7 separate regions of the Mus musculus genome follow, and all the other regions are linked to region 1. A link is a contact called in public promoter capture Hi-C data. All regions are on one chromosome and are shown on one strand. The core of a region is the stretch at or near the end of the contact, and the rest is flanking DNA. Distances in the headings are between cores, read along the strand shown.

Region 1 (4,018 bases), core at 723-3,222:
TCTAGGATGGCACGAGGTAAACAGCCTCCGCTGCCATATACTCTGTGGCATGATCTACTTCCTCACCACTGTTCCAAAGGCAAGCATGGCAGAAATTTCTGAATCAAGATAAACTTTTTTTTTTTCTGTTATTAATCTCATTTTGGAACAGTGATGGACAGCTGACTAATACAGCCAACATAGTAACTACCACTATCACTGGAACAACAGTAATAGAGAAATCTATAGTTTGATATATTTTCACAAATTGAACTTACCCAGCTCAGTACTTGGCTCAAGAAGCAGAACTATTATAAGCTTGAGGAGTCACTCTTCTTCTTTCTAGTCACTGTCACTCCCACCTCTCATAACAATGCCTCAGCTCTGGAAATTTGTGAGTATGCCCTTGAGTGGTGTGTGTGTGTGTGTGTGTGTGCTTGTGGAGGCCTGAGACTGATGGAAGGAATCACACTTGTTTGTTCTTCCATCTGATTTAATGAGACAGGTTCTCTCAATAAAACAGAGTCACCTTTCAAGGACAGATCCCGGTGGATCACAACACCCACCCGGTATTTATGTAGATTCTGGGGAATTTGAACTCTGGCTGTCACGTTTGCTCAGCCAGTGCTTTAACCAGGATGGTATCTCTCTGGTTCCCTTTGATGGTTTTTAATTTATACAGGATGTCAATATTTAATCCTTTCCCTTCCCTTTACCCAAGTCTCAAACCCTTCCCAGTGTCCACAAACTCCCTTTTCTACATCCTTTTGATCCTATTTTGGGCTTTGCTTTTGAATGACCATTTGCAAAGGTGCCCTGTCCACCTGACTATGTATAAAATTCCAAGACTATAATATAAACTAACACGGTCAACTAGTCCCGCAGTATTATATATTCCGTTTTCATTCTCATCTGATCTTTGCTTTGCATGCTCCCAGCTCCAGGTGTTCTCCGGGTCTTGACCATTCTGCCTTGCCTTGGGATAGCTAATTCTTTAGGGTGAAATTTTTATTTCTTTCTTCTTTATGGATACTTTTAATTTGAACCAGTTTTAGAATCACAGAAAAGTCACAAAAACAACACACAAAGCTGTAAACTCCTTACCCATGCCCCCCTGTCATCCATCATATTATGTAATCACAGAATGATCACAATCAGGTAACACTGATAGAATCAACTACAGATTTTATCGGAAACTGCTAATTCTCTTAGTGTTTCTCACTCTTGTTTCAGCCAGCATTTCTCCCTGAAGCCATCTCTCAGCTCTTTCATCCTCTATGAACAGGGATCATGCTAAGTGCTGCTTCTAGACGCTTTTCCTTTCGCAGCCCTAAGACTGAGACAGGTTCTAACGGATCAGGAATCCAGGCTGTCATGTAGGAACTTATTCCACGTTCTACGAGGTCACGGAAGCTTCGGGAGAGCTAGGAAGAGGCGGTCTTCACGGGTAGGAAGGTAGAATCCAACCGGCGTGCATAAGTCTGGTGGAAACAAACTAGCTTGGTAGCAAACAGCCTGGTCTAGGAGAGCTTTCTACAGCCCTGCCCACAGACTGGCCCTTGGCCTATCCTTTAGGAAAAGCCCTGCCCACTTGACGCTATAAGCACCGCCCAGGGCCTGTGTTCCCGCCCCCTCGTCCTCGCCCTCTATCTCTCCCAGTGCCTTCCAAAGCCTACTCTTTCCTAGCCTCAGAAGCTTGTCCCTCCCTTAGAGCAGCCTTCTGCCCTCCGGTTCGAATTTCTCTCCTCTGTCCCCGCCTCTTCTCAGTCGTCCCCTATAAAACGCCAGAATCCTCAGAAGGGCGGAGTCTGCGGGTCGAGGGGGCGGGGCCTGAGAGTGTGGAGCCGCTCCTTTCTTGGAATGCGGACGGAGACCCCGCCCCTGCGCTCGGCCGTTGCCAGGAAACGGGCGTCGACGCTCTGGCTGGGGCCTGGCCGGACCAATGAGCTGGCACGCCGCTGCCCAGCCGTGCGTCACTGGGCGGTTGCGTGAGGTGCGCGGGGGCGCGGGCTGCGTGTGGCGCGGGGCGGGGCGCGGCTGGTTCGCCTGAGGAGCGATGGCGGCGGCCTGAACTCACCTAGCCCGGCCGCCGACAGGCCCGGGCAGGGCGGCGTGGTGCAAGTGAAAGAGACGCGTGGGCCGCGGCGCGCGCAGAGGCGCAAGGTGCCGAGGGGATTCGGGATGACGGCACCGGGTTTGGAATTGAAGGGACAGGGTGAAGGGTTGGCAGGTGGTGAGGGGCTGCGAACATCTGAGGTAGGGGGGCAGGGGACAGCCTAGGTGCTGTGCACCAGGAAGAAGCCCGCTGGAGGGGATCCTGGGCCCAGCTCCGAAGGGCCCAGTTGAAGGAACTCATAACCACCGTTTGCAAAGGGTGTGGGTTCGCTGAGCTTGGAAAGGTGAGGGACGTCCTGGGACAAGAGTTGAGGGGGTAAGGCCTGTGCGGGGATGGGGAGCGTTAAAGGCCAAGGCGGGAACCAGCGGGGGATGGCTGTGCCTTGGTGTAGCAGTTGAAAGCAGGGCAGAGGAGGAAAGGGGCTTGAGGGTTATGAGACTTGCATGAGAGCTGAGGTTGGTTGTGGGGCCTCCTTGGATGCCCTGTCCAGGGAGAGCAATAGTTTACGATCAAGTAAAGTACAGGCGCAAGTGTTGTGCACTTGGCCGCCCTGTGCCCATAGATATGTTAGAGAGTGAGAGAGGAGGAAAAAAAAAAAAACCCCAGAACCACAATAACAAACCCCAAACACCACACACAAAACAGCATCATAAGCAACAGTAACTGTGATAAGGAAAATGTTTGAGGTTTAGTCATCTACAGAGTAATAATGGAACCACAGTTTCCTCAGGTTCTGCTTTTGTAAGGCAGACTTTAAAATGAGGCCATCAGGAAGTTTGTTTTTGTGTTTTGAGAGGTGGAGAGAGAGAACTACCCATATTTTCTCTCTGCCTGCTTCTGGGCACCCTTACTACATTCCTCCTTCCCTGTTGCTGTCATCTGTATTGGACGAGCAGTTGCTTTCATGGAAGTCACATGGCTTGTTATATGCAGCACTGTGTTTAGGTTTGCTCTTCTTAGGAGTTTGAAAAGCAGGAACAAAAAACCCATGACTTTGTGGAAGCAAATTTTTGTACAGTAAATGCTTATACTTTAAGTGTACATGTTTTGACATATGTGCATATTTGTGAAATCAAGATGCCAAACACTTAGACCACCTGAAAAGTTTTCTCTATTTTACAGCTCATATTTCCCTCTGTATCCTATAATTAAGTTCATTTTATTTGTATTTTATAAGTCCATCTCCTTATCCACACAGACATGAATTTGGGGAAGTTAGTCTCACTAGTGATATGATCCATTCTCTGGATCTTCTCTCTGATCTGACAGTCGGCTATGTAGTTGAGGTGTCTTGAACCTCCTTTAACCATAACAGTATTTAGGTCTTTCTATGAAGACTATCCCTAGAGAATTTGAGGCAGCCTCAGTTTATATTCTGTTAAAGAATCTCAGCTTCAGAGCTAGTTATTTTATCTTGTGGTATATTTTCTTCTCTCTGGAGACCAAAGAGGCCTTCTTCATAATGATATGTCTGGCCAGATAATCAGAACTTTTGAGGACCGACAAGCATAACAGGTTGTAGTAGTGGTTCCCAAACACTGACCTGTGGATCCAGTCCATGGTAGCGTTCATCTGTATAAGACAGGATGAAAGAACTAAAAATAAAGTTATATCCTGGGGGAGTGGCTCAGTGGGAGAGTGCCCTTCCATATTCAAAACTATAAGTTTGATCCCAACACTGCCAAAAGAGGGGCAGGGGTAACTTATTCTAATATTATTGTTCTTTTTTGGTGTTAAGGTGCTCTTTGCTCTTTCACTGGAGAAATAATTAGTGGTAAAGTACATGGTAGGTTTAAAGAAAATGATGAAAATAAAAAGTTGATCACCTTTTTAAAAAATAAATATTTTACTGGTTTATGAAATCCTGACATTCAGAATGATAGTGGTGTGTGTGTTGTTTTAGGTTGAAGAACCATGTACTTA
Region 2 (4,018 bases), core at 872-3,371, 3.0 Mb after region 1:
AAAGGGGGGGAAAAAAAAAACCCTCATGAAAATAGTTGCAGTGGCTGTCTGCACGACAAGACTGGGCCCATCAGCATTCAGGGTTCATGGGGCCCTACCCTTCCCTGAGGAGATCTCTGCAGACCAATAATGGTTGCTGGAGGAGTCTTAACCCTCAGTGGCACAATCACTGGTAAGCTGCCCTTGCTCAATCAAGTAAATTAATTCCAGACCAATGTTCACACAACAACTCTAAGTAAATGAAGTGGGACAGATAGGGACCCAGACACACACTCACAAACACACACATAAACACACATGCACACACTCACACAAAGCACTAAGAGACTTATGGAGAAGATGGCTGTAGGAAGGAGATAAGAGGTCACTGAAGAAAGTATGACAAAAGTGTATTTTACATATGTATGTATAAAACTGTTAGAGACTCTTAAAAGTTAAATGAGTAAGATACACAGCACTCCTAATTCCAGATGACGGTAAATAGAACTAATTTCTACACTGTGTGGCTAAATACGGATAAACAAGATGCCTGACCAGTAGTCACATCAACTGTCCCCTCTTAGTTCATGTTCTGAGTTCTCCAGGAAATGAGAACTTGAAGGACACATCAAAATTAAGGAAAGTGTCAGGCAATAAATTCACATTTAACACTGAAGTATAGTTAAGTGAAGGGCTAGAGGTAAGTGACATAAAATCACATAGCATGCAAAGAACCCCTGATACACACTGTATTTACTTACAGGATCAACAAAGTCCATGTTGAGTCCATAACAGAGTTTCTGGATTCGTGATGTAATTTTGTCAAACATAACTCGCTCTTGGCGGCCATCTAAATAATCAAATCACAGTTAGCATTAGCAGTTATTAAGCGGGCAATACCAAAGAATCAAGTATATTCAGCTTTTAAAACTGTTTAAAACAATTAAGAGATTGTCTTTGGGGTCTGCAGAGACTGCTCAGTGGTTAATCATGTCTACTCGGATTAAGTCTTTGTCTATTTGGGTTAAAAGTCTTTGTCTATCGACCTATGATAGAGGAGGCAGCCCTCTGTGAGTTTGAGGCTAGACTGATCTACACAGAGTAAGTTCCAGGCCAGTCAGAGAAACCCTGTCCCAAGAACAAACAATGTAAAAAAAAAAAAAAAAAAAAAAACCTCCCCACAAAAATGCAGAGGCAGGAGAGATGATACTACACTCCCACCTCAGAAGAGACCAGAAAAATGACAGATGTTCAAAAAATGTGGTGTCCTGCCTTTTCTTTTTTTCCTTATTTCCTCCTACACCAGATCATCGACTCCGCGGTTCTTTTGTCTGTTATTTTGTTTAAGAAATGAGGAAAGACAGGCACAGGGCTATTATGAGCTATGGGTTTCAATTCTAACCTCACCAACTACTAGCTGGGGTGGAATGGGGGTGTTGGGGTGCTTTTTCGTGTCTTTGCAACCTCTTCTAAAAAAATGGAGCCAAAAGCAGCTACCTCTGAGGATGGCGGCAAGGAATAACAGTGCTCGGGAACAATCTCAGACAGGGTTGGAGGGAGTCTGGAAGGGAGCACAAAGTCAAAGTCAAAGGGAACACACAAAGGTCAAGAGAATGGGGACAGACTGAGCAGACACAGGCCCAGCTGACAGACAGGGCGGGAAGCGCGGCGGGAAGCGCGGGAAGCGGCGAGGCGCCGCGGGTCGGGCGGGTCGGGCGGGCCGGCGATAGTGACCGCTGGGCTCTCCGCAGCCGGGTCCCCTCTCCTCCTCCCCATCCCCACGGACCCCTCACCTCGCTTGATCACATGCATCGCCGCTAGAAGCTGAAGTGCTGAGAGGTTCGAGACCAGTTAGCAGCTCCGAGGCGAAGAAGGGACAGAGACGACTGTCAGATGTGAAGGGTTGGACTCCGAGAGGCTGCTCGGACGGAGGGATGGAAGCTGCGCGATAGACAGCACTTTCCTCACCAGAGCAGACTAACCGAATTACGAACTCCTTCCCGCTCCCGCCACCCGTGACGTGCAGAGCAACGCGACGGACGGAATTCGAATGACGTTCTTGACGTTTCAACGCCGGGAGTTGAATGGGCGGAAACTGAGCAGTAGACAGACAGCACACGAGTCCCTTGGCCGCCATATTGAGTGTGGGCAAAGCCCGGGAGACTGCGCTCCTTTCCACCACATTGGGTGAAAGCGGACCTGGCGGGAACGAGTTCTCCTGCCGCCATATTGGGTGTGGGCAAGCAAATCTCCCGAGTATTTTTATTTCATAACAAAAAAGTAACCAACCAGATATCCAGAACACCTTTTTCCTTTTTCCTTCTTCCTCCTCCCTTCCCCCTTCCCTACCCCTCTGACTTTTTTTTTTTTTTTTTTGCTATTTTACATTATGGACATTATGGAAACACCAAGATTTTGTTCTGGTTTGCACTAAAGCCTACAACCCGCAAATAAGAAGCAGATAGGAAGCCCGGGGCTCGTAGGTCTACACTCCTCAGTTAAAGAGTGGGGCTAGACCAAAGGTGTTTGAATTTCAGCCTTACAGAAATAGGGGTACTGTGAAACTCTTATGAAGGCCCACAGTCCATTTGCTTTTACAGTTTTGTGGATGGTAGTAGAGATAGGATCAGCAATAAGATAGTCGTCGCCACATTAATACGTGAAAACAGCCAGACATTATGCAGAGACCAAGACATCTGCGAATACTCAGTCCTAAGGGACTTCTCCATCAAATCCCTCCCCAAATGACTCAGGGGGCCCCATAGAAAAGGAGGAAGAAAGAGTGTAAGAACCTAGGGGGATGGAGGACACCGAAGAATCAAGGCCCTCTATGCTCTTATAAACTCTTGAGACTAAGGCAGCATGCCCAGGGCCTGCCTGCCTTCCAGTTTACTAGTGTTTTTTATGGGATTTTATAGTGTTCGCCTGAGTGTGCGAACAAGTGTATCTCTGATTCTTGTTCCTTCTCATGCATTCTGTCCTTCTGTTGGTTCTGTTCAACACTGATGTGCTAGTTTTCTTTCTTTTTTTTTTTTTCTTTTTTCTTTTCTTCCCTTGGAAGCCTGTTTGTTTTCTAACGAGAGACAAAACGGGGCAGGACCCAGATGGGGAGGAACTGGAAGGAGAGAAGGGAAAACATAATCAGGATATGTTATGTGAGGCGAAAAAAAAAATCCATTTTCAATAAAATGGGGGGAAAGGCTAGGTGAAAAAAAGAAAGAATAGTTAAAGTCGTACTTTAAACCTATTCAAGACAAGTATAAAAACTAATTTCGGTCATAAAACTGATCTTCATAAAATAATGTATGTGGCATTCTTTCGCTAAAACCTATCATTTGCTTCTTACACCCTCCAGAAGGGGTCCATCTCCACCCACAACTGACACATCATAGGAAATCCTACATGAAGCTAGAGGACCAGGGCTATCCAGGGGGAAAATATGATATGGAAACACAATTGATATTCAGATGTTAGGGGAATATAATATCATTTGCTAGAAATGGAGCTGGAGATCATCATAATAAGCCAAGCTTATAGAGACAAATATTGCATCTTTTTTTATAATGTGGAACCGAGGTCTAAAAAATAAAAGCAAACCAAAAATCCAAACTTGGGCCAGCTGCCAAAACTCTAGGTCAGTGCCTAGCCCAGTCCTCATCAAGAGGGGATTCCTTCTGCAGCTGGGAGCAGATATAAAAACCCATAGCCAAACATTAGACAGAGAAAGAGAGCCCAAACTGGAGATTTTCACAGGTCTCTCCCTTCAGAGCTTAGAGAAAGAACTGTAGGAGCCACAGGGGTGGAAGACACCAGGAGAACACGGCTCACTGAGTCAACTAAGCAGGCGTCATAGGGACTCACAGAGACTGACGCAGCAATCATGGAGCCTACAAGGGTCTGTGCTAGGTCCTATGCATGTATGTTACATTTGTTAGGTTGGTGTTTTTATGAGACTCCTAGCAGTGGGAGTGAGGGAATCTGACTCTCTTCTGACCCTTTTCCCGCTACTGGGCTGCCTTGCACAACCTTGATATGGGGG
Region 3 (4,018 bases), core at 618-3,117, 2.9 Mb after region 1:
TGACCCTTCACTGCAGCCGGTAGGCATCTGATGGATAACTGAGGCAGATAAAAGCTGGCCACTTCTGTCTTTATACTGTGTCTGTCCCTGTACTCTCTTAACACTTGTGAGTCAGACCCTGCTCAACTCTGCATGTAGACATGTCGATCACTTAAAATGTTTATTTTCCCAGATGAGAATGCTAGCACACACATTTAATTCCAGCACTCAGGAAGGAGTCAGAGGCAGGTGAATCTCTGTGTTCAAGACCAGCCTGGTCTACAAATTGAATTCCAGGACAGCCAGGGCTACACAGAGAAACCCTGTCTTGAAAAACCGAAAGAAAACTTTTTTCCAAAATTGTAATTTAGAGTTATCTTAATCTGTTTGCTGTTTCGAGCTTCGTATGTGTTTATTGGCAACTGAAGGACATACAGTTTGATCATATGGCCCATACCAAACCTGAGGCTACTATCCCTGTACATGGCAATGAACTGCTCAGCAGTTCTGGTTTCAGTTGGAACTGTAAGCCTGCAAACCCTCAGGCCAGATTGTACCCAGGAAGGAAAGCACCTCCACTGTGCCCATGAGCAATGGGAAATTAGCAAGCATTATTCTACCCCACCTCCAGATCAATAAAGGCTTACTGCCCTTGATCTGTGAGCAGCCTGATACCTGCCTCCAGTAAACTGAAGTCAGGCAACTGGAGCTGGTGGCTCAGGAAAGGAGCCTTGCCCAGCTCCACAATAAATGCCTGAGTCTCACTTCTACTGTTCCCACAGACCAGTAACTTCCTCTTTTTCTGCAAACTCAGAATAGGGCGCTCACCAGGCATTTAATCTGCCAGCACCCGAGTCTTGAAATACTCAGCCTCCAAAACTGTGAGAGATGAATGATAGTGAGCCACTGGGTTTGTCGTGGCCAGCAGAGCAGACGAGGTGCTATCCTCAGACAGACATTATCCCTCCCCAACCCAGTCTGACAGAAGCACAGACATTGAAATCCCTGCGTGGTGGACTTCAGGTCTGAGATTAGCTTGTAGCACTATTGCTTTCTAGTCCGAAGGGACAAAGACACCGAACTGGGGGGAGAGGGACAGCTCTGCGGTAGATCCACACCCTGCACTGTAGAGAACAGAAAGACACAGGAAGCACTACCCTATGAGTGTTGATCCTAGCAAGTGAGTTCCAGAGAATTTAGCCCCTTTTCAGAGTCATGGCCATCCCAAGTAGGCCTGGGTTCTCTGATGGGGCTAACAATGCCAAATACAGGTTTAAAGACTGGAGGAGGGAAGGGGGGAGAAGGGGTGTAGAGGTTGGGCTTTTGTTTCTTGTTGATTTGGTTGTTGTTTTGTCAGCGGTGGGGGTCGTTTAGTTGGTTGGTTTTGGTTTGGTTTTGCTTGTTTATTGATGCCAGATCTCCTGTATCCCAGGCTAGTATCAAACTTGCTGTGTAGTCAGGGTTGACTTTGAACTTCTGATCTACCTCCACCTCTGCATTGCAAGCACGTGCCTCCACACCCTAATATGTGATCTTTTGACATCCTAATTTTAATTTTCCCTTGGTAAGGAGAAGAGAAAGATTAACTGGATTTAAGCTAGAACACAGCTGAGCATTGAGAAACACAGCCTGCTGCCAAGTAATAAATAAAGCTGAAAAAGTGAGGTGCCCGGGCATGTTCACCCAACATCAGCTTTCCCTACTGCTCCATCAGCCCCCGCCTGGTTCCAAGTTTATCGAGTTTATTTTAAAAGCTTAGAGAGAAGAATCGGGAACGATGTTTGGTCGTGGAGGAAACTGAGCGCACGGGTGTCTTCCAGTTTCGCGCTCACCCTACAGGCTCGTTCCGTGGACTCGGGCGCCCCCACGCGGCGGCACGCACAAGCCTCGGGCGCCCGGGTCCTGGTGACAGAGCCACCAGGCACCGCGCTCCCAGCTCACAGCCTTCGGCCGCCCTCAACCCCGCCGCTTCCCACGGGCCTCGTCAGAGCATGGGGACTTAATGTTTACGAGATCGCCAGGCTCCCGCGGGCCGCTGTGGCGACAGCCAGCCCGCGGCGCTAACGAGCCCCAGCGGAGCGCCGCGGAGGCCCGGCTTTGGCAACCTGGCGCAAGCCTGCCGTGGCCGCCTGCAAGCAAGCTCCCAGTGCCACCCACGGAAGCCGAGGTCGCCACAGCCACACCAACGAGTGGCCAGGGAGACCGAATCTAGGGTTTCCGGTGTTTTGCTGGCCCGATCTCCAGATCCACCCCTCCCGGTCCATTCAAAAGCCTTGACCACTGAACCCTAGACCCTGGCCCAGTAATCTCTCCCCAGTGACCAGTGGTCAGGCGGAAAAAGGAGAGAGAGTAATCATTATATCTCATCCTGGGGTGTGTTCAACTTATTCTCCAAACTGACAGCGCTGGGGGTCACCTACTAACTTCTGGGCAAGAGCCACACATCAGAATGAGGATCAATCATGACTTGTCCCCAGAAGAGAGTGAAAGGCTCACATTTACAGTCTGTGTGCCAGGAACTGTGAAACTACTTACATTAATTTCCTCAGTCCTAACAACACTGCGATAGGCCCTGTTGTACATACACAGTTGTTCGCATTTCAGAGAAGGAAACTGAGACCTAAGCCCACATGGTGACCCTGAGACCCAGAGACCGATTGAGGCAAAACAAAAGCTCTCCGAGCTTGGCTCGGTTAAAGACCATCCTCCACTACGTAATCAGTTACAGTAGAGGCTAGCCTGGGCTATGTGAGACCCTGCCTCAATTTTTTTTAAGGTGAAGAGAGCCTTGCATTTTTCCTAAGTATCTTCCAGGACACACACACACACACACACACACACACACACATATACGCACGCACGCACGCACGCACGCACTACACAGGAAAAAGCTCCATGGCCCTGCAAGTTGAGAACCACTTACTTAAGCTACCCTCCTCAGCTTTGGGGAGTAGTAGCTGACAATTTCTTTTAATCAGTTGGAGTCTTTCCGAGGGGGACAGATGTTTCTCTTGGTTTAAGTCTGGGTTTTGATGCTTACCATAGCAGAACTTCCTCTTTCAACATACACTAGCATCCTGTGGCACTGTCTGACGGAGTATACTTTGGGATACGTCTCAAATGTTCATAATGACAACATTTTCTGGCCATTTTCCTGTGCACTAAGCACCATCGCATGTGCCAATCTACCCCTTAAAACTCCCTGGATAACTTGGGGGGAGAGAGAAAAATTCAGAGCTGAGAATGCTATGGGTGGTAACGAAAAGCTTCCGGGCTGAGGGCTGGGGGCATTGCCACACTTGCCTGCTACTGTCATTCTCCCATTTTGCAGAATGAAACTGATGTGCAGAGCCATGACATCACTTTCTCTAGGTCATAGTCACGCTAGTGAGTGGACCGGGACTCAGGCATGGTGTGGCCAGGCCTGTGCTGGTACTTAGGACAGCCTCCATGCTGCCCCTCCACCGTACTTGCAGGGTTAGGGTCCTCATCTCAGGGCTGAGTCCTCATGAAAGCTAGTTTTCTGTGAGAGGGTCTCTTCTCCTTCAAGGGCCTCCCCCTTCTACCTGTCCGTCAAAACCACCATCACAGACACCCCCGTAGGTGAAGAAATGGGCACAAGATTTGAGTTTAAACAACTCCTTGTTGGATTCTGGCACCACTGTTTACAGTCTGGTTGACTTTAGGCAGCTAATTTGGCCATCAGTTGCACTGAGGAGAATCTAAGCAACCTCTGCTACCTTATGGGACCTGAGGTGGACTGAGGTCATCATTGTGAGAACTCAGTAAACCCTGTTTCACACCTTTCATACTTCACTCTGGGAACTCTTCCCTGACTGTCTCCACCCCATCTCTCTACAGGGGGCTTGAGGCTCCTCTGCTAAGGGAGTACCCCACCTCAGCTTGCCACACCCTTGATCCTGAAATAATGGCCCTGTGTATCTGAATCCTCCAGTAAAAAATACCTCCAAGGGCCAGCCTGTTCACTGCTGTATCTGCAGGGCCTAGTACCACCAACATTGGCACACAGTAGGATTTC
Region 4 (4,018 bases), core at 691-3,190, 2.8 Mb after region 1:
TGACAGTAACAAGAAGTGAAGCTATGGATTAGGATCCTTATTTTTAAAAAAGAAAGAAAGAAAAAGAAAGGATACAAAGAGAAGGCCTTGTCTTTGAGGAAAAGAGCAAGTCTGGAAAGACCAGTCTGCTGCTGCCTTACTTCCCATCCTCCACAACTATAAAAAAGAAAGGTATGTTTTTTTTAATGAATTACTCGATCTGTGATATTTTATTATAGGGATCAACAAAGGCTTTAACCATGAGAGTAAAGGGCTATAATTCTGATACATTGTTAAAACCAGCAAGTGGTCAGCCCTCCGTCATCCTTTTTGGTTTGGTTTGGTTTTTCTTGGTTTTTCGAGACAGGGTTTCTCTGTATAGCCCTGGCTGTCCTGGAACTCACTTTGTAGACCAGGCTAGCCTCGAACTCAGAAATCCGCCTGCCTCTGCCTCCGGAGTGCTGGGATTAAAGGCGTGCGCCACCACACCCGTCATCCTTTCTTGTCCCTCTCCCACACCCGTTGGTCCTTTCTTGTTTCCAACTGGTCCTCCTTCTGCTTCCATATTTTTGGGGGCTTCTTAAGTCACTAAATTAGAAATAAGTAGAAGAAGCTTTTCCTGTCCTGGACAAAATGTACTTGCATATCACCAGGGACAACTTGGGTTGCCAATACACACTCAAGTTAGTAGAGAATATGATTAAAACCCAAAGTATAAACATCTCACTTCACCAACACACTAATAATGTGCTAGACAATAATATCAATAGCATTAATTCTTCCCAAATAAAGACTTGGGTCATTTTGTCAGGGAGAGGGAAGTTTGAAATATCAAAGTACTATCTGTGAGTGAAGGGAGTTTGGGTCTTCAGTAGGTGGGGTCTTCAAACAATTACCAAGGTGGGAGCTGAGGCAGCTCTGAGTACAATATGTTAGTAGTCCTGTGTGCACATTATAGAGTATATATCAGCACACCCCTAGGGTGTGCATTAATCTCTCTATCCAGTGTGTAAACTGAAACAGAGCATCCTCTGGTGGTGAATAGCAAAATAGACATTGACTCTACCCTCTGCCTTATTTTGGGACCCAAGTTCTTTGCCTGCAGGAAATAGCAGCAGACCTTCCGTGGTAGAAGCAGAGTCGTTTTCTGATGTTTATAGATGTCTTCGTCCTTTCGGATGCTTGACTCTTTTTCATTCTGCTTTCTAGGACTGTTGTGCTCCAGGAACCAAGCCCCAGTACAACAGCACAATCTAGACAGTAGATGTTGCCTGGCGGCCTTTCACTAAGAGAGATCTCTTAAACAGGACTAGAAATTTCAAATCACAGAATGGTTTTGTTTCCTAAATATAATAAATAGCGAGGAAAATTCCACTGCTGTTTTTAGCGCAAGTTATAATACAATATCAATTGTCCATAAGTCTTAACTCCCTTCACTGGTACAACACATACCTTGACATCATAAAGAATAAATTTCTAGCCCCAAACTATTTGAAAAGAGCAAAATCACACAACAGAGTGGTGGGAAATGGGTATACTTCAAGTACTCTGTACAATTAATATATACTAATAAAAAACAGTGACGGTGGCGGGATCAGTCTTGGGGGAAGCTATCCATCCCTGTAGGAAACAGATGGTGACTCCTCCCTCTCCCATTCAGACCTCTTCTCTCAGAAGCTCCCAGGTAAGAAGAAAAGACCAGTGTCAAAGATCGATATCCTGTAGATTACATTCTGTTAAAGGGGACAAGGGGGCCTTAGAGAGACCCAGGAGGACAGGTACTGAGTTTTTTCCCTGCCTGTGGCCAGGAGTCAGTTTCTTGCACCTCTGACCTCTCTCCTCCCACTCTCTGCCCTGTCTCTGCCCAGTCTCCGCCCAGCCTCCGCCTTCTCTGCCTCTAACCTCCTCTTGCCACTCAACTCCTCACTCCTCCCCTTGCTCCTCCCTCTTCCTGCTAGACCTGCCTCTGAGAGGAAACTGAAAGTGAAATTTGGACTGCAGGCTTGCAAAAGCGAAGCTGGGAGCACATAACTAAAGCTGAGGACCCTGGTTAGGTGAGTGAGACTGGGACCCCTGGCCGGCCTAGGTGGGCTCTTTATCCCCACACCAGATTCAAGGAGCCTCTTCCCATCAGCACCCCACACTCGGGAATTTGCGAACCCACCTGCTGCTTCTTTTCATCAGAGTTGTCTTGTCCTAGCCCTGCAGAGCTGCCCATGCTGGCCTGTGGAAGCTGGGCTCTGAAAGTGACTTTCCTAGTGCCCTGGACTAGCTGAGACGACAGTCCTAGCAAGGGCAGGAGAAGCAGGGTGGTGACCTAGGCCAGAGGGGAGCTCAGGGAAACCCTTACCCCTTGAAGATCCCTGCTTGAGGAGAGTGCTATCCATGTAGAAATTTCTGTGGATTTAAGATACTCCACACCCTAAAGGAAGTTGAGACTAGGTTTGGAGCAGCTTAGAGAAGAGCCCAGGGAGTGCTCCCCAAAAATGTTCACCGGTGAGCACACCTGCATGTTATGTACATAGACATTTATAGAGGGGAACATATGGGCACGCCTACATTGATGCATTTGTGCACAAGTATAGTTTGCATATAAAAACATCAATATATGTGTACATACATATATAAAAACATGCATATACACACATGCAACTCTTATAACTGGGCCATATACTCTTAGACAATGTACTCCGGATAATGAATGACATCTTACATGAACCTGAGTGGGGTCGCTAATGACACACCTAGGCTGCATTGTGTTGCCTATTGCACAACCACCATATGTGCAGCCTGTCATATTTGACAAAATGTCTACTATGATGTATAGCTGCATAAACCTTGACTCCTAATGCCTGACCCCTGTGGTTTCTGCCAAGATTAATGAAGACTAGTATGAGCTAACTCTGGTTGGAATATGGAGGGTCTGTGGTGATATGGTAAATGGTCGTTACTGCCATGACTGACGTCTCTGGGCAGTAGAGGCATAAGATGACAGAAAGGAAATGGGAGACGCCTAGACAGTGAGGGTTAAGCAGGGATGGGTGTGGTGACGGTGGAGCTGTTAGCAGCGTTACCCCCACCAGTTTTCTCTGTCTCTTCTAGAAACTCGGTTTCCCCTTCTGCCTGGCTTGCTCAGTGGGTGAGGCCGGAGGAGAGGCTCCTGTCATTCAGGTTGGTGCTTTTGCCTTCTGCCTTTCCCTCCTGTGTCATCGCTTGTCCACCTTGGCATTATTTGGGGGAGTTTGGGGTTTGCCTTGCTTTTGCTTTTGTCCTACAAACTCTCATTTTTATCTCTTCGCCCCTCTGCATCTCTCAAGATTCCACGGCAGATATCACCCTCTACAACCTCAAAAATGTCTCTGGAAAAGATGTGGGAGGAGGTCACCTGTTCTATCTGCCTGGATCCCATGGTGGAGCCTATGAGTATCGAATGTGGCCATTGCTTTTGCAAGGAATGCATTTTTGAAGTTGGGAAGAATGGGGGCAGTTCATGTCCCGAGTGCCGGCAACAGTTTCTGCTCCGAAACCTCAGGCCCAATAGACATATAGCCAACATGGTGGAAAACCTTAAACAGATAGCCCAGAATACCAAGAAGAGTACCCAGGAAACGCACTGCATGAAGCATGGAGAGAAGCTTCACCTATTCTGTGAGGAAGATGGGCAGGCCCTTTGCTGGGTGTGTGCCCAGTCTGGGAAACACCGGGACCACACCAGGGTCCCTATTGAAGAGGCTGCTAAGGTATACCAGGTAAGGCCTTAGCACAGACTAAAGAACATAGCCACTTTGTCCCCCAGAATGGTGGCTGAGAAGTTGGGGGATGAAGGGATAATTTCTCCCTTCATTGAGAGGAGCTTGTGTATGGAATACAACTTTATTTCTCAGCAGCAGAGGCAAAGCCATGGGAAAGGAGTCATGCATCGTGCTTCCTCGTGGCTCCCGGGTACATTAGAAATGCAGTGGCCCAGATCCCGTTACCCATTGGTGTAACTCTGTTTTTGTTAAGACATACTAGATTTCTTCCATAGTCTTTCCATCTG
Region 5 (4,018 bases), core at 846-3,345, 2.7 Mb after region 1:
TTCTTTGGCTCCAAAGCAGTGATTGTCAACCTTCCTAATGCTGAAACCCTTTAAGACAGTTAGTTCCTTGTGCTGTAGTGACCCCAAACATAAAATTATTTTCACTCTTACTTCATAACTCTAATTTTGCTACTGTTGTGAGTCATAATGTAAATAATTTTGGAAATAGAGGTTTGTTGAAGGGATTATAGCCCACAGGTTGAGAACCATTGCTATAAAAGATATTAATGGTTGTTTTTTTAATACCCAGAACCTATCATACAAATCATCTAAATCAATCTCTCTGTCTCTCTGTCTCTGTCTCTGTCTCTGTCTCTCTCTCTCTCTCTCTCTCTCTCTCTCTCTGTGTGTGTGTGTGTGTGTGTGTGTGTGTGTGTGTGTGTGTGTGTGTTGGTTTGAATATGCTTGGCCCAGGGAGTGGCACTAATAGTGTGAGACCCCGACTTAAAGCGTCTCCCCCAAGCTTGTTTTCCCTGATTTCTAAAAATACAGCCAGAAAGAAGCTCTTTGTTCTCTATAGCCAGCAAAAAAGCCTTTTTGTTTCTATACCTTACAACCAGAGTTGTGATAATTGTAAAAAGACCTAGCCAGGTACTTGCCTGGCTCCCTGTGCCAAGGACACGGAGATAGACTCCACAAAGAAGAGCTACAACTCACTCCCCACTCCTCATGCCTTGTAATTTTACCAAGGACACCCGCCAGAGATGAGCTGTAGCCAACTCATCCTCCCAACTCCTCCCAATTCCTCACGTTTTTCCTCTAAAAGCCCCCTACTGTTACCGATAGGGAGCTCATCCTCAGCTGACAATAAAGCCTCTTGCAGTTTTGCATCAGGTGTGGTTTTCTCTCGAGTTATTGGAGTGCTGGCCAGCTCATCCCGGGACTTGAGCGGAAGTCTCCCCAGTTTCGGGGTCTAACAATAGTAGGTGTGGCCTTGTTGGAAGAAGTGTGTCACTGTAGGGATGGGCTTAGAGACCCTTCTCCTAGCTTCCTGGAAGCCAGTCTTCTCCTGTTCTTATTTTTATTCTGTATAAGTTCATCAGCCAATGAGGTTACTTGATCGTGTCTTCAAAACTTTTAAGTCCAAAGTGCTCCTCATAAGCAAGAGCCTCTTCCCCCAGTCACTCTATGGTGTCCTATTCTCAGGGCCTTTGAGAGTCAGTCATAGTTACAAACACATTCAATTACAAATGAAAAAGATGTCCCCTTTTGATTTCAATTCCCTTGAACTTGGTTGACTTTAAGGCAGAGAATGTATGACCCAGTCTTGCAATCCAGGTCTCTTTGTATGCATGCTCAATTAGTATTTTTTAAATGTCTTCTTTGAATCCATCTGTTCACTGTGACATAAGGTCAGTCATTTGTCTCTACCAAGAAGCAGAGGCTCAGTTCAAATCTCAGTTCCTCCCTCTCCCCCTACAGTGCTGGTCCTGTCTATTTTCAATAATTTTCTGGGTGTCACCCTGAAGAATGTCAACCATGTCCTCAGCTCTGACATTGTCATGGAATTCAAAGAGCATGGGTCCCAACGATAAACATATCACTGGAAGCTGGATTCATCTGGAATTTTTTTCGTTACTTCCCATATGTCACTGAGTGTCTTCTCTTGCTTACTCAGTAAAAGTCCCAGTATCCGAAAAAGAACCAAAGAACTACAAAGAAAAATCCAGGTCTATGATTTAACACGCTTGGTCTTGTGTGTCTCTGCGGTTGGACGAGAGGAAAGCTTACACACTGCTTTAAAAAGATTTTTTTACTGGCAGCTTATGATCAGGACTTCGTAATTTAATATGTTTTCTAACTCTGAAACTAGTTTGTTGCAATGAGGAGCTACCAAAAGTATGTAAGTGTCAAGAGTTAGCCAGGAAAAACAGAAGCATTTATTAAAACTTTTGCTTAATTGTCTGAAACCTGGAGCAGCCACTTGCAGCTCGTGTTCCAGGGAACTGCGGATTCCAATGCGTAAAGGTGCCACTTAAGGAAGCCCGGCTGCGCACCCACGCTAGGTAGCTGAATTCAACCAGGAAACGTGGCAAGCGAACAGCCAATCAGGCCACTCTGAGTGCAGAAGTGATTCGTCGGTTCCGGCGCAGTGGGTGGGTCCTGCAGCTCCGGGCGCGGCTCTTGCCTTGGGTCCCTCGCCCCCGCTGCTATCGCGGCTTCCGGCGGCGGGCGAGCGCCCCGCTGCTTCCTACGCTGCGGATTGGACCGCTGGAGCCCCGCGCCTCCACAGCTGCTTAGAGAAGGAGGCGACAGCAGACCTCTTTGGAGGACAACACAGGTCCTGCCCTCTTTACCCTCCCCTGTTCCCAATCCCACCGCCCTGGGGAACTGCCTAGTGCCCGAAGGTCAGGAAGGCACGGACCGCCACTGCTTCCAGACCCGAGGCTGGTTTCTGCCGCTTCCAGGCTCTTCCCCCTCCCTTCGCGGCCCTGAGGACCGTGGAGGCACTGGTTGCTAGGTGCAACCTTTTGATATTGTAGTCTACAAAGTTCACTCTGGAGAACAAAATCGCATAAAGAAACTTAACATTTTACAGTTTTGTGTTTGGCCTGTATTCACAGCTGCCCTCAGCTACAGGTTGGACAGGTCTGAGCAGTTAATGAGTCAAACTTTTGACCAAGTATTTATGTTTGATAAAAGATCTCTATTGGAGATCCTCTATTGGAAAACTGTATTTATCTCCAGATCTTTGACATCTTTCCCATGTTTACATTTTTTGAGGCAATGTATAGAACTAACATGCTTCCACTACATTTTTGTGATTTATCTTGATTTATCATTTCTATCTTTCTTTGCCTCGCTTTCCTACTGCCAGTGTCTTCCAAATTTTCATCTGCTGTTTTGTCTGGTTGTTGTTGTTGTTGTTGTTGTTGTTGTTGTTGTTGTTGTTGTTGTTGTTTGGGGGTTTTTTTGGTTTTCTGTAGCTTTAAGTAGTGCTTTTGACACCAAAGCATGAACAGGTGGACACATGCACACTGCCTTAGATGAAGATATTAACACCTCTACTATCAGCTATGCCTAAACATTTACATTGAATTCTCATGCATTTAACAAGTATTGAGACACTGTTGTTGGCATCAAGAATACACTGAGCAAAACTGAAGATAACTCTGTATTAAACGTACCACGACATTAGGATATTGTAAGAAAAACAGAAAATATGAATAGTAAATTTCTAGTGTGTGAATTAAGAAACCCACAGACTCTGGTAAATGATATCAACAGTGAGATCGTGGAAACAGTCTCAGTTGGAAGAGTGTGATTCCAAATAGGGTAAAATGAACAGACCCCGGGTCCAAGCACTGCACATAGCACTGAGGAGAATATGGCTGCCACGGGTGCAGTTGGGAGAGTAAGAAGACTTAGGCATCTGCCTAGCATGCTTGAGATTCTTGTTAAATCCCCAGCATTTCAGAACAGTCGAGGGGGTGAGGGGGTGAAAGGAGGATGCTTACTCCATGATCCCTCCGCTGGAGCGTACATGGGCCTTTGAGTTCAGTATTCGTTAGTGCACAACTGGATCTTAGGATTCTGGATCTCATGGCTGGGTGGAGACGGTGGAAGCAGAGAGACAGAAAGCAGGGGAAACAGCAAGAAGGAGTAACAACCTGAGGACGACCTGATCTCAGTCCTACAGGCTTCTGCTCTCGTTCCTACAAAACGCCCTTCTGCCAGACTCAACACAGTGGTTTCTTCCTCTCTGCTTTTGAATTTGTCCTCTACCCTGAAGCTGGGGAAGATGGGTGATTTTCCCGAAGTAGAATATTGGAAACCTGGGCCAATCAATCACCTATAAAATGAGATCAGTAACAGTTTCTGTCCCAGGTTATGGAATACCAATTATCCATGTAAAGTGCACAAAGCCATGTCTGGTACTCAGCCTGATACTCAAGAGTGTTTTCTGTTATTTTGCCTTATATTTTAAATATATCACTATATATTTGTTACTGTAAAAGCATTTGGGATATAGAAACTATTCCCTAACCCTGATGTATTTGCCAGACACATGTTCAGC
Region 6 (4,018 bases), core at 1,004-3,503, 2.4 Mb before region 1:
CAGTAGTCATTCCAGCATACACAAGACCTGTACATCCTCAAACTAGACCAAACAACATCATGTATAGGGAAGTTGGACATGAAGCAAAGGAGCCATTGGTAACTGATAGACATTAGGAGAGAGTCAGTTTTCTCTGAGAATGTATCCCCTTGTAAGTCAACTATGCCCCAAAGGAAAGGAACACATCCAACAACATTTGGGCAGCACAAATTAGTGTTGGTAGGTTTTGAAGAAAAAATAAGAATACAAGGTGGGGAAGTTGGAAAGTAGGGATAGATCTGGGAAGATTTTCAGAGGAGGGGTGATGAATATGATCCAATTCCCAAATAACTAATGACTACTAAAAATGTTTTCAATTATAATAGCACTTAAAGAGAAAGAAATCTAAACAATAAAGTTGAATTGCATTAAAGACAGAAATAATTATTTTGCATTTATATTTGTGTGTGTGTTAATTCATAAATTTAGTTTATGTAACTGGAAATTTCATCATAAAGGAGTTAGGAGGCTTTTAGCTTGACATTTGCTATATTTGAATATGTGATTTCTAGGAAGTTCACAGAAGCATTTCGTGTTTCCTACATGGTTATGACCCTGCCAATCCACATACATTTCTTGCACATTATGTGTCTTAGTTGGGGTTTCTATTGCTATGATAAAATATCATAACCAAAAGCAACTTGTGAAGGAAAATATTTATTTCATGTTATAGCTTGTAGTCATTTCTTCATCCAGGTAAAACAGATCAGGAACTCAAGCAGAAACCTGGAGACAGGAATTAGTGCAGCAGCCATGGAGAAGTGGAGCTCTCTTGCTCCTCATGGCTTATTCAGCCTTTCTTATACTGTCCTGGACAAGCTGCCCAGGTGTACACTGCCCACAGTGAGCTGGACCCTCCCACAACAATGGTAACCTTAGAAAATGCACCACAGACTAGCCTCTAAGCAAAGCTTCTAAGGCATTTTTTTTTCAATTGAGAGTCCCATGTGTCAAGCTGATATAAATCTAGCCAGCACAACGTGCCAAGAAATTCAGCCAGGAAAGAGGAAAATGTGGAAGTAATTATAGCCACTTTTTGTGTCTAGACATCTACAAGGTACAGAAGTGAAGATTGTTAGCCTTCTAGAATACTTTTTTCATGGGGGGAAATGAAACTTCACAAACACGCCAATGAACAGCATCCTAAAATCCTAAGAGTCTGTAGCAGTATGTATTATGGAATGTGCTACTGCATTAGGGTTTTTTTCTCCTCTTCCTCACTAATACATGCTAATGCGGTTACACTTGGAAAAGAACGGGAGTAAAGTGTTTTAGTACATTCTGGTGGGCTGTTTGCAAACAGCTAAGAATATCTACCCTTGCAAAGGGACAATGTTGATATTTGTTGTGTAGCAAATCCTTAGGAAATAAAACATTTTATCATGGAAAGAACCTCCTTAAGACTTAGGATATTGTAAAGGGAGCCTAGTTAAGGCTCAAGAAGTAAACAAAGATATTATGAAGTCAGTGAAACTAGTAAGATTCATTAGGTCTCTCTCTAGCATATGTAAGCAGTAAAGACTGCTGAAATACAATCTTGGATCCACTGAGCTGTCTAGAAAAGACTCAAACCAACAAAACTGCCTACAAAGGACACTTCAATTTGTTCAACTGTCTACAGACTATATTGTGCTCTAGGTCTCAATCTTTTATAATTTGTCACCCATGCTGGAGTAGGCTTTTGTTAATGCACTGTCTTTGAGTCATTTCAGCTCCTGTGACTAACCCCTCATCCATAGTCCTGTAAGTAATGCCAATAAAATACATTGGTTCACCAAGTTGGATATTGGTGGTATCCTTACTTTAATCTGTTCTCAATTACCTATCAGGGATAAGTACACAGTTGTTTGCATCTTGCTAGAAGTATTACACACAAATATTTAATCCTCTTACAGAAAAAGGAGCAAGTAACAATCACAACAAAACCTCAAACACAAACCACTTTGCTAAGCCAGGAACACTGGAGGAAGCAACTTATTGATGTAGGTGGAATAGAATGTTATGCTGCTCAGTCAAGACTTCAGTTTTGTAGTTGATTCCCCACATCTAACAAAAAACATTTTCAAGAAACCACATGCAAAGACATCTTATGCCTCCAGTCTCAGTTAATAAATAAGCTTGTTTTAAGTTGGATTATTGCTATTCTTCCAAAGCTTGCTGCCTTTGTTTCCTTCAGCCTCTCTACGTTTCAGGAGGAAGCGTTGAATCTCAACATGCCTATCAGCAAGGACAAGCTGATTTTAATATTAGGAATGGTCTGCTTGGAACAAGGTCATTCTGAAACCCTTTCCTCCATAAGAAGTAAGTTTCAAATTAAGTGTATAACTACTTTCGGTTTTGTTTGGTTGGTTGGTTTGTTTTGTTTTTTGTCTGGTGGGATCACTCTTGCAGCAAATCAGAGTAACGTCTCCACCTCTTGTTCCCTTGGGAATACAAGAGAAGCAAATTACTTCAGAAATGTAATTGGTTCTCAAAAATATTTCTCTGGAATTTTCTCCTGTGATAAGCATATGGAATTGAAATAATATGAAATAAATATAAACAGTTGTAGGGACCCTAAGTATTTTCTCCTAGTTTTACCAACTGACCTAGGATTGGCCACTTATTTGGAAGCATTACACAACCTGGTATTCTTCCATGGAGCAAATTCTGGGAGATCAGAACAGGTTTGGAAGTATTTAGAATCTTCAGGGAAATTATCCTAATAACCATATGATGCATGCTCACTGACATATAGTATAAATATTTTTGCATTGATTATAATGAGCTTAAAACAGTTGTTGGCAAGCTTGTCTGTAGTCGGACTTGTGCCAGCCCAGAGAATCAACATGTTTTCTGTCTCTGCTTCAGTGACTTCAGGTAATACTAAATTTTATGTCTAGCAGATTTATGACTCATCCATCTGAAGCAGCTGGAACAGCTTTTGATCATACATGCAATGGGCTCAGAATGAAACCACAATTGGTCGTTTCATGTTTTGCTGTTATTAGATACAGGTCTCATTGATTTTTAGTTTTCACGTCTTCTACATGAAGATGAAAGTCCTTTTTTCAGGCAATGTGTGGGGATTAAGAAATAAATTATATGGGAGAGCTTTATATGCTTTAAAGACGATCTAAGTAGCTCTCCTCTTAAGGATATAGTCCCAAGAAAAGTCATGTGCTCAATCAGCCATGCTTTCAGGTGTAACTTGTAAGCCAGGAACTGTGCTAGACCTTAGAAGTGTGTATGCATAGGACCCACATTCCTAAGTATCTCACTGAAGAATTCTGTAGTCCAATGAGGGAAGGAGACAATTTACTCTCATAACATAGCTTGGAAAGAACTGTTAAAGGGGAACAGGGAGTGGAGAGAAAGAGTGCTATATTGTGGGAGAGATCCAGGTCCCAGTTTGAAGAAATCAAGGAAGACTTTTCAGATGAAGTGGTAGTAAGCATTCAAAGAGCCATCTAGGTGAAGAAGCTCAGTGATAATGATGGAGAGTTTTATATGCACTCTTGGAAACTTCATAGGAAAAAATAACCTCAAGAGAAACAAATTCAACACAGAATTGCACAGTGTAATTAAACAAATTTAAACTCACCCCTTACTTAAGAAGTCAAAAGCCCACATAAATGCACACATATTGAAGTGTTGTCGGGGATGAAGGCTTTCTTGTTAAGTTATGTCTTCTCTTTACCTGACAGGCACCTGTCTTAACACCAGTGTGTGAATTAAAACTATCATCATACCACTGTTCCTGAACAATGTATTTTTTGCCCTATAGTAAATCTAATTAAATTTCTTCATATCTAACTGTGTGGCAGGCATGCATTAAAGACTCAGTCTCATAGGCAGAGCAGAGAGAGAGAGAGATAGACACAATTAAAAACTAGGACAGACTACAGCATCATCCATAAGTTAACTAAGCAACTCTGCATATGTGAATTTGTAATTCCATTGTGCCTATGCTAGATGTGATGTTACACACCTGTAATCC
Region 7 (4,018 bases), core at 973-3,472, 2.2 Mb before region 1:
AGGCGCTACCAAGTCCAATAGTGGATCCCACCCGGCTGTTATTAGAAACACCTGGAGAATGCCAAACATGCCTGGGACCTACTTAACCTGAAGAGTTTGCAAAACTCCGAGGCCTTCGGAGAGTTTGTACATCACTCTTAATACTTGATACAAACAAGAAAGAAATAGGTTAGAAATACAGAATGCCAGACTTCACCCCTGACCCACAGTGTCAAAAATCTACTTTTGAAGATCATCTCTTGATTCTCAAGCTTGTGTCTGAAGCACAGGGCTCTAAAATGTCAGCTGACCTTTCTCTCCACAAATGTTTACTAGATTTCTGTCAGGCTGGGGGTTGGGCAGGTCAAAGTTCAAGGACTCTAACTTTGATAAGCTCAGCAGACCACAGTCAGTCTCTGCTTAATATCCCATACATTGAAGTCTGTGGCCTTGGGCCAGCTGGGACCATTGGTTTTGTTGTTATTTTGTTCTGTCTACCAATCAGGCCAGGAACCAAGAAGGACCAGTAGCCATTTCTTATAGACTGAGTTTGCCTTATAGACCTCTCCATGGCCCAGGTCACCGCTAACATCTTCCTGTGACATCCCTCATATAGATTGATCCTTCTTAAAACCTACCCAGATTTTCCTTATTCTGGTGAAAAAAAACAAACAAACCCCTAGAATTTCTGTAAGTTTGTTCCAACCTTCATCTGTCTTTATCTCTTACATGTATCTCTTATGTTATCCATCCACTTAGCATATCTGCCTTAGTTACCAAAACACAGACAATAGTAGCAATAAACTAAAATCGGCACATCATCAAACCTCAGAGTGATACCACTAATATATTATGTGAGGGCTGAGTGTTGTTGCTCAGTGGTAGAGCACTTGCCTAGCTAAGCATTCACAAGGGTCTAAATGAGATCACCAGTTCCCATCACCATCAGCCTTAAATAAAATCCCAAATGAAAATAACAACAAAAGACTTAACAATATTCCACTTCAAAGTCACGTAAATATGCATACAAACGGGCTGGTGAAGAAAGAAATAATTTCTAATCAGATAACATGTTTAGTATACCAATAGTAATCTAAGACTGAAGATTAATTAGGTCTGTAATTGACTTCCTTCCTGTAGTTGAGCATTTACCTTAACAAAATACTCGGTAATCTAATAAACACTACAGTCTACAATATAATCAATTAAGGACCAAGAGAAATGAACACAGGCAGAAATAAAACCAAAATATGAAGAGGAAGACTGATCTATATCAAATATCTCAGTGCTCTAAGAAAGAGCTGAATGCCTATTTGAATCCTACCGGAACCTTGGAAGTTCTAGTTTTTAAACATATAATAACCTTATTTTGATCGGAGGGAAAAGTATGGGTCTGGCGTCAGGATGGAAGGAGGGAAGAGGACCCACTTTTAAAAACAGAAGCATCCCCACACCCTAATCCTGCCTTGAGCCTTTGGGAAGTGTGTTGCATTTAGCAATTAGTGCACAGAACTGCTCCTGGCCAAAGCGCTCTGGACCAAAGGTCTATGGAACAAACCCACCTAGGTATCTCCAGTTGATGCCACTGCTGCCCTCACGGGACTCAAGGCTTGGGTCAAAATCGCCCGGAACTCTGAGATATCGGAACACCCCGGTATCCTGGGGACCACTCTGCCACCTGTAGAAGCGCGGGGCAGGTGGCACATCCAGAGCGAGGTCGGGTAGAAAACTCAAGCAAATCCAGGGGAGTTGCTCCCTTTTCTCAGTCTCCCAGACAAATAAGTGGGTCCCCAAGTCTTGAAAACGTTCGAAGGTCTAAAAGACCACAGACGCCCAACTACCCATGTAGTTCTTGGATCTGGGGGTACTCAGTTCCCGGGATAGCGGTGAGCCGAGGCAGGGAGACCCACTGACCTGGATGCCAGAGTGCAGCTTCTCTCTCGGAGGCTCAGGTATGCAGGTCGCTCCTGTGTCCCTCACACTTTCCAACATAAGAGCGGAGAACCCAGTGACAGGCCACTGGCCCAAGGACCAACTGCCAACCAAGTGGCAGACCCGCCAGCACCGACCCGGTTCGGCACCCACGTGACGGAGGCGGGGATCCCAGAGAGGCTGGTCCCGGAGTGTGGCTCTCTGGCTGCTGGGACCTTCCCCCTAGGAACCGCCCCTCTGCCACCCCTCCTCCTTCTCCCGCACCGCAGTGGCCCGCGAGGACCCAAGAGCCACAGTTCCAGTTCCACAGGGACTTGCCTGGTCAGCCCCGCCCCCAGGCAGAGCTCCCGTGCTGGCTCAAACCCCGCCCCTCCCGGGAGACCACGCCCCTCTCTGGGTCCAGCCCACTGCTTGCACCTAGGACTCTTGCACTCTTCCGGCCGCAGAAAGGACCCTAGGCATTTTCCTTGTGTCCCACTGTGCTCAGGTCTCCAGAGTTTTTGTAATCTGTCAGCAGGACGAGGAAAGCGTGCGGAGAATTGCAGAAAGGAGCACCGAAGCGCAAGCGTACACACACACACACACACACACACACACACACAGCGGGCCTTGTGTAACCCCATTGAGATTAAGGGTAGTCTAAGACCTGTATCATTCCCAATCAGCCCAGACCAACCCCAATTTGGGTTCCATGTCACTCTTAGATCTGTCTAACTCAACCTCCGCCGCCGCTCCCCCCGCCTTTCCTGAAGGTCCCTCTAGTGGTTAAAGCTCTGGTGTTCTGTCTTGTGAATAGCTGAAGACAGAACACTTCCTGTGCCCTGCAAGGTCAGGTACAAGTATGCAAAACAAACAAACAAAAAAAACCTGGAGACCGAATCCCAGCACCTACCTCGAGCGTGCATAAGGCCCTGGGTTTTACCACAGCTGCTTGCCCTACCCGGGCCTCCAAGGGCCGGTTGCTCATTTTATCTGCTTAGAATCTCCAGGGCCTCAGATGGCAGGGATACAGGGACTCTGGCAGGAGTCTCTACTAAGCTGGACTCCAGTTGCTTACACCTGGAGTGTTGACAGACACGACTCGTCTTTTTTTTTTTTTTTTTTTTTTCAAAATTAGTCTAAAATTACTGGTATGACCAGAGGCTTGCACACATGAACAGAAGATCATAAATACTGTGGCAAACAGGTGTGTGAGCACTGCGGGGACATGGCCAGCAGCAGAGCAAAGGCAAAGCCAGTAGAGGAAGATTGGGGCCCCAGACTTGTGTCACAGCAGGACACCCTTCGGTTCTTTCACTTCCTTAAAATAGCGGGTGAGAGGCTTTTGGAAACAGAGCCTGCGCAGTTCATATAAGTTCAAGTGTGGGCAGTTCCAAATCCCACTGGTAGCTTGGGGCCACGGGGGCAGTTTCTTCCCCCAGGCCCCCAGAAACTGCAGCATTTTCTCAGAACTATACAATTATTTTGTAAAATGTTTTATGAACTTGGCTTTCTCAAGCTTCTGTGCAGTTTGGGAAGGAGCTTTAAAAGTACAGACGCCGGGCGTGGTGGTGCACGCCTTTGATCCCAGCACTCGGGAGGCAGAGGCAGGTGGATTTTTGAGTTCAAGGCCAGCCTGGTCTACAGTGTGAGTTCCAGGACAGCCAGTGCTACACAGAAAAACCCTGTCTCGAAAAAAAAAAAAAAAAAAAAAAAAAAAAAAACAACCAAAAAACAAAAAAAAAAGTACAGACGCTCTCCTCCCATCTCCAGAGGGTCTGATCTCTTGGCGTTGGAGAGGATAACCTGCATATTCGGAATTTGAAAAGCTCCCCAGGTGATTCCAATGTGCAGCAATATAATAAATAACCATTTCTGTGGGTCATGGAGACACCATCAATCTTCATTTAAATCCAACCAGAGTGGAACTGAAAAGCACACGTGAACGATACAGAAGCAGGTGTTCCAGGGCCCTCATGCTGTTAGGAAAAGCAGCAATGAACAGGTCCTTTCCAACGAAAATTTCACCTAACAGGGATATCCTGCCTGTGGGGATTCTGTGTACCAGGGTGTACTGTTTGAGACAAATCTATCTTGCAAAACTATCAAATCCCAACATTTCCCGGAT

What was found. Promoter capture Hi-C pulls out the DNA fragments that hold promoters and counts their contacts.
Region 2: a contact with region 1 is called in a promoter capture Hi-C map of second pharyngeal arch cranial neural crest. The contact joins the promoter of Rrm1 here to the promoter of Fam160a2 in region 1. A contact is called at or near these places in 11 of 39 promoter capture datasets (the C10 cell line, cranial neural crest, embryonic stem cells and 7 more) and 2 of 115 datasets of contacts at active chromatin or transcription factors (astrocytes and embryonic stem cells).
Region 3: a promoter capture Hi-C map of hippocampal neurons shows a contact between it and region 1, with 6 times the contacts expected there. The contact joins the enhancer-like site here to the promoter of Fam160a2 in region 1. A contact is called at or near these places in 7 of 39 promoter capture datasets (the 3T3-L1 cell line, cranial neural crest, frontonasal cranial neural crest and 3 more) and 2 of 115 datasets of contacts at active chromatin or transcription factors (astrocytes and forebrain).
Region 4: a contact with region 1 is called in a promoter capture Hi-C map of pre-B cells, with 7 times the contacts expected there. The contact joins the promoter of Trim21 here to the promoter of Fam160a2 in region 1. A contact is called at or near these places in 7 of 39 promoter capture datasets (3T3-L1-derived adipocytes, the C10 cell line, cranial neural crest and 3 more), 2 of 484 Hi-C or Micro-C datasets (B cells and Th1 cells), 1 of 115 datasets of contacts at active chromatin or transcription factors (astrocytes) and 2 of 9 other capture datasets (adipose tissue and liver).
Region 5: a contact with region 1 is called in a promoter capture Hi-C map of pre-B cells, with 9 times the contacts expected there. The contact joins the promoter of Trim68 here to the promoter of Fam160a2 in region 1. A contact is called at or near these places in 7 of 39 promoter capture datasets (the 3T3-L1 cell line, the C10 cell line, cranial neural crest and 4 more), 1 of 484 Hi-C or Micro-C datasets (CD4 T cells) and 1 of 115 datasets of contacts at active chromatin or transcription factors (astrocytes).
Region 6: a promoter capture Hi-C map of second pharyngeal arch cranial neural crest shows a contact between it and region 1. The contact joins the promoter of Ovch2 here to the promoter of Fam160a2 in region 1. A contact is called at or near these places in 4 of 39 promoter capture datasets (cranial neural crest, hippocampal neurons, liver and 1 more) and 1 of 9 other capture datasets (liver).
Region 7: a contact with region 1 is called in a promoter capture Hi-C map of pre-B cells, with 7 times the contacts expected there. The contact joins the promoter of Ppfibp2 here to the promoter of Fam160a2 in region 1. A contact is called at or near these places in 5 of 39 promoter capture datasets (cranial neural crest, liver, pre-B cells and 1 more) and 1 of 9 other capture datasets (adipose tissue).

The regions. Positions count from the first base shown.
Region 1 is chr7:105,398,008-105,402,025 of GRCm38.p6, reverse strand. It overlaps Fam160a2 (family with sequence similarity 160, member A2), which reads left to right and starts at 1,972. Exons shown (of 12, transcript NM_199009.3): 1 at 1,972-2,142. It also overlaps a transcript of Cnga4 not described here.
Region 2 is chr7:102,439,798-102,443,815 of GRCm38.p6, reverse strand. It overlaps Rrm1 (ribonucleotide reductase M1), which reads right to left and starts at 2,121. Exons shown (of 19, transcript NM_009103.3): 1 at 1,773-2,121; 2 at 741-829. The coding sequence starts at 1,791.
Region 3 is chr7:102,511,105-102,515,122 of GRCm38.p6, reverse strand. It overlaps the pseudogene Gm8556. Among named protein-coding and RNA genes, the nearest start is that of Gm38627, 7.6 kb to the right of the region's middle. Within about 2 kb of position 1,867, at least 106 of the 459 cell types and tissues checked have an H3K27ac peak or open chromatin away from gene starts, as enhancers often do. A contact at or near this core is called in astrocytes, forebrain and hippocampal neurons, where this site is marked.
Region 4 is chr7:102,563,404-102,567,421 of GRCm38.p6, reverse strand. Trim21 (tripartite motif-containing 21) reads left to right here and starts at 1,940. Exons shown (of 8, transcript NM_009277.4): 1 at 1,940-2,033; 2 at 3,082-3,150; 3 at 3,297-3,728. The coding sequence starts at 3,333.
Region 5 is chr7:102,685,404-102,689,421 of GRCm38.p6, reverse strand. It overlaps Trim68 (tripartite motif-containing 68), which reads left to right and starts at 2,095. Exons shown (of 7, transcript NM_198012.4): 1 at 2,095-2,281.
Region 6 is chr7:107,799,414-107,803,431 of GRCm38.p6, reverse strand. It overlaps Ovch2 (ovochymase 2), which reads left to right and starts at 2,253. Exons shown (of 16, transcript NM_172908.3): 1 at 2,253-2,340. The coding sequence starts at 2,253.
Region 7 is chr7:107,593,255-107,597,272 of GRCm38.p6, reverse strand. It overlaps Ppfibp2 (PTPRF interacting protein, binding protein 2 (liprin beta 2)), which reads right to left and starts at 2,222. Exons shown (of 25, transcript NM_008905.2): 1 at 1,894-2,222.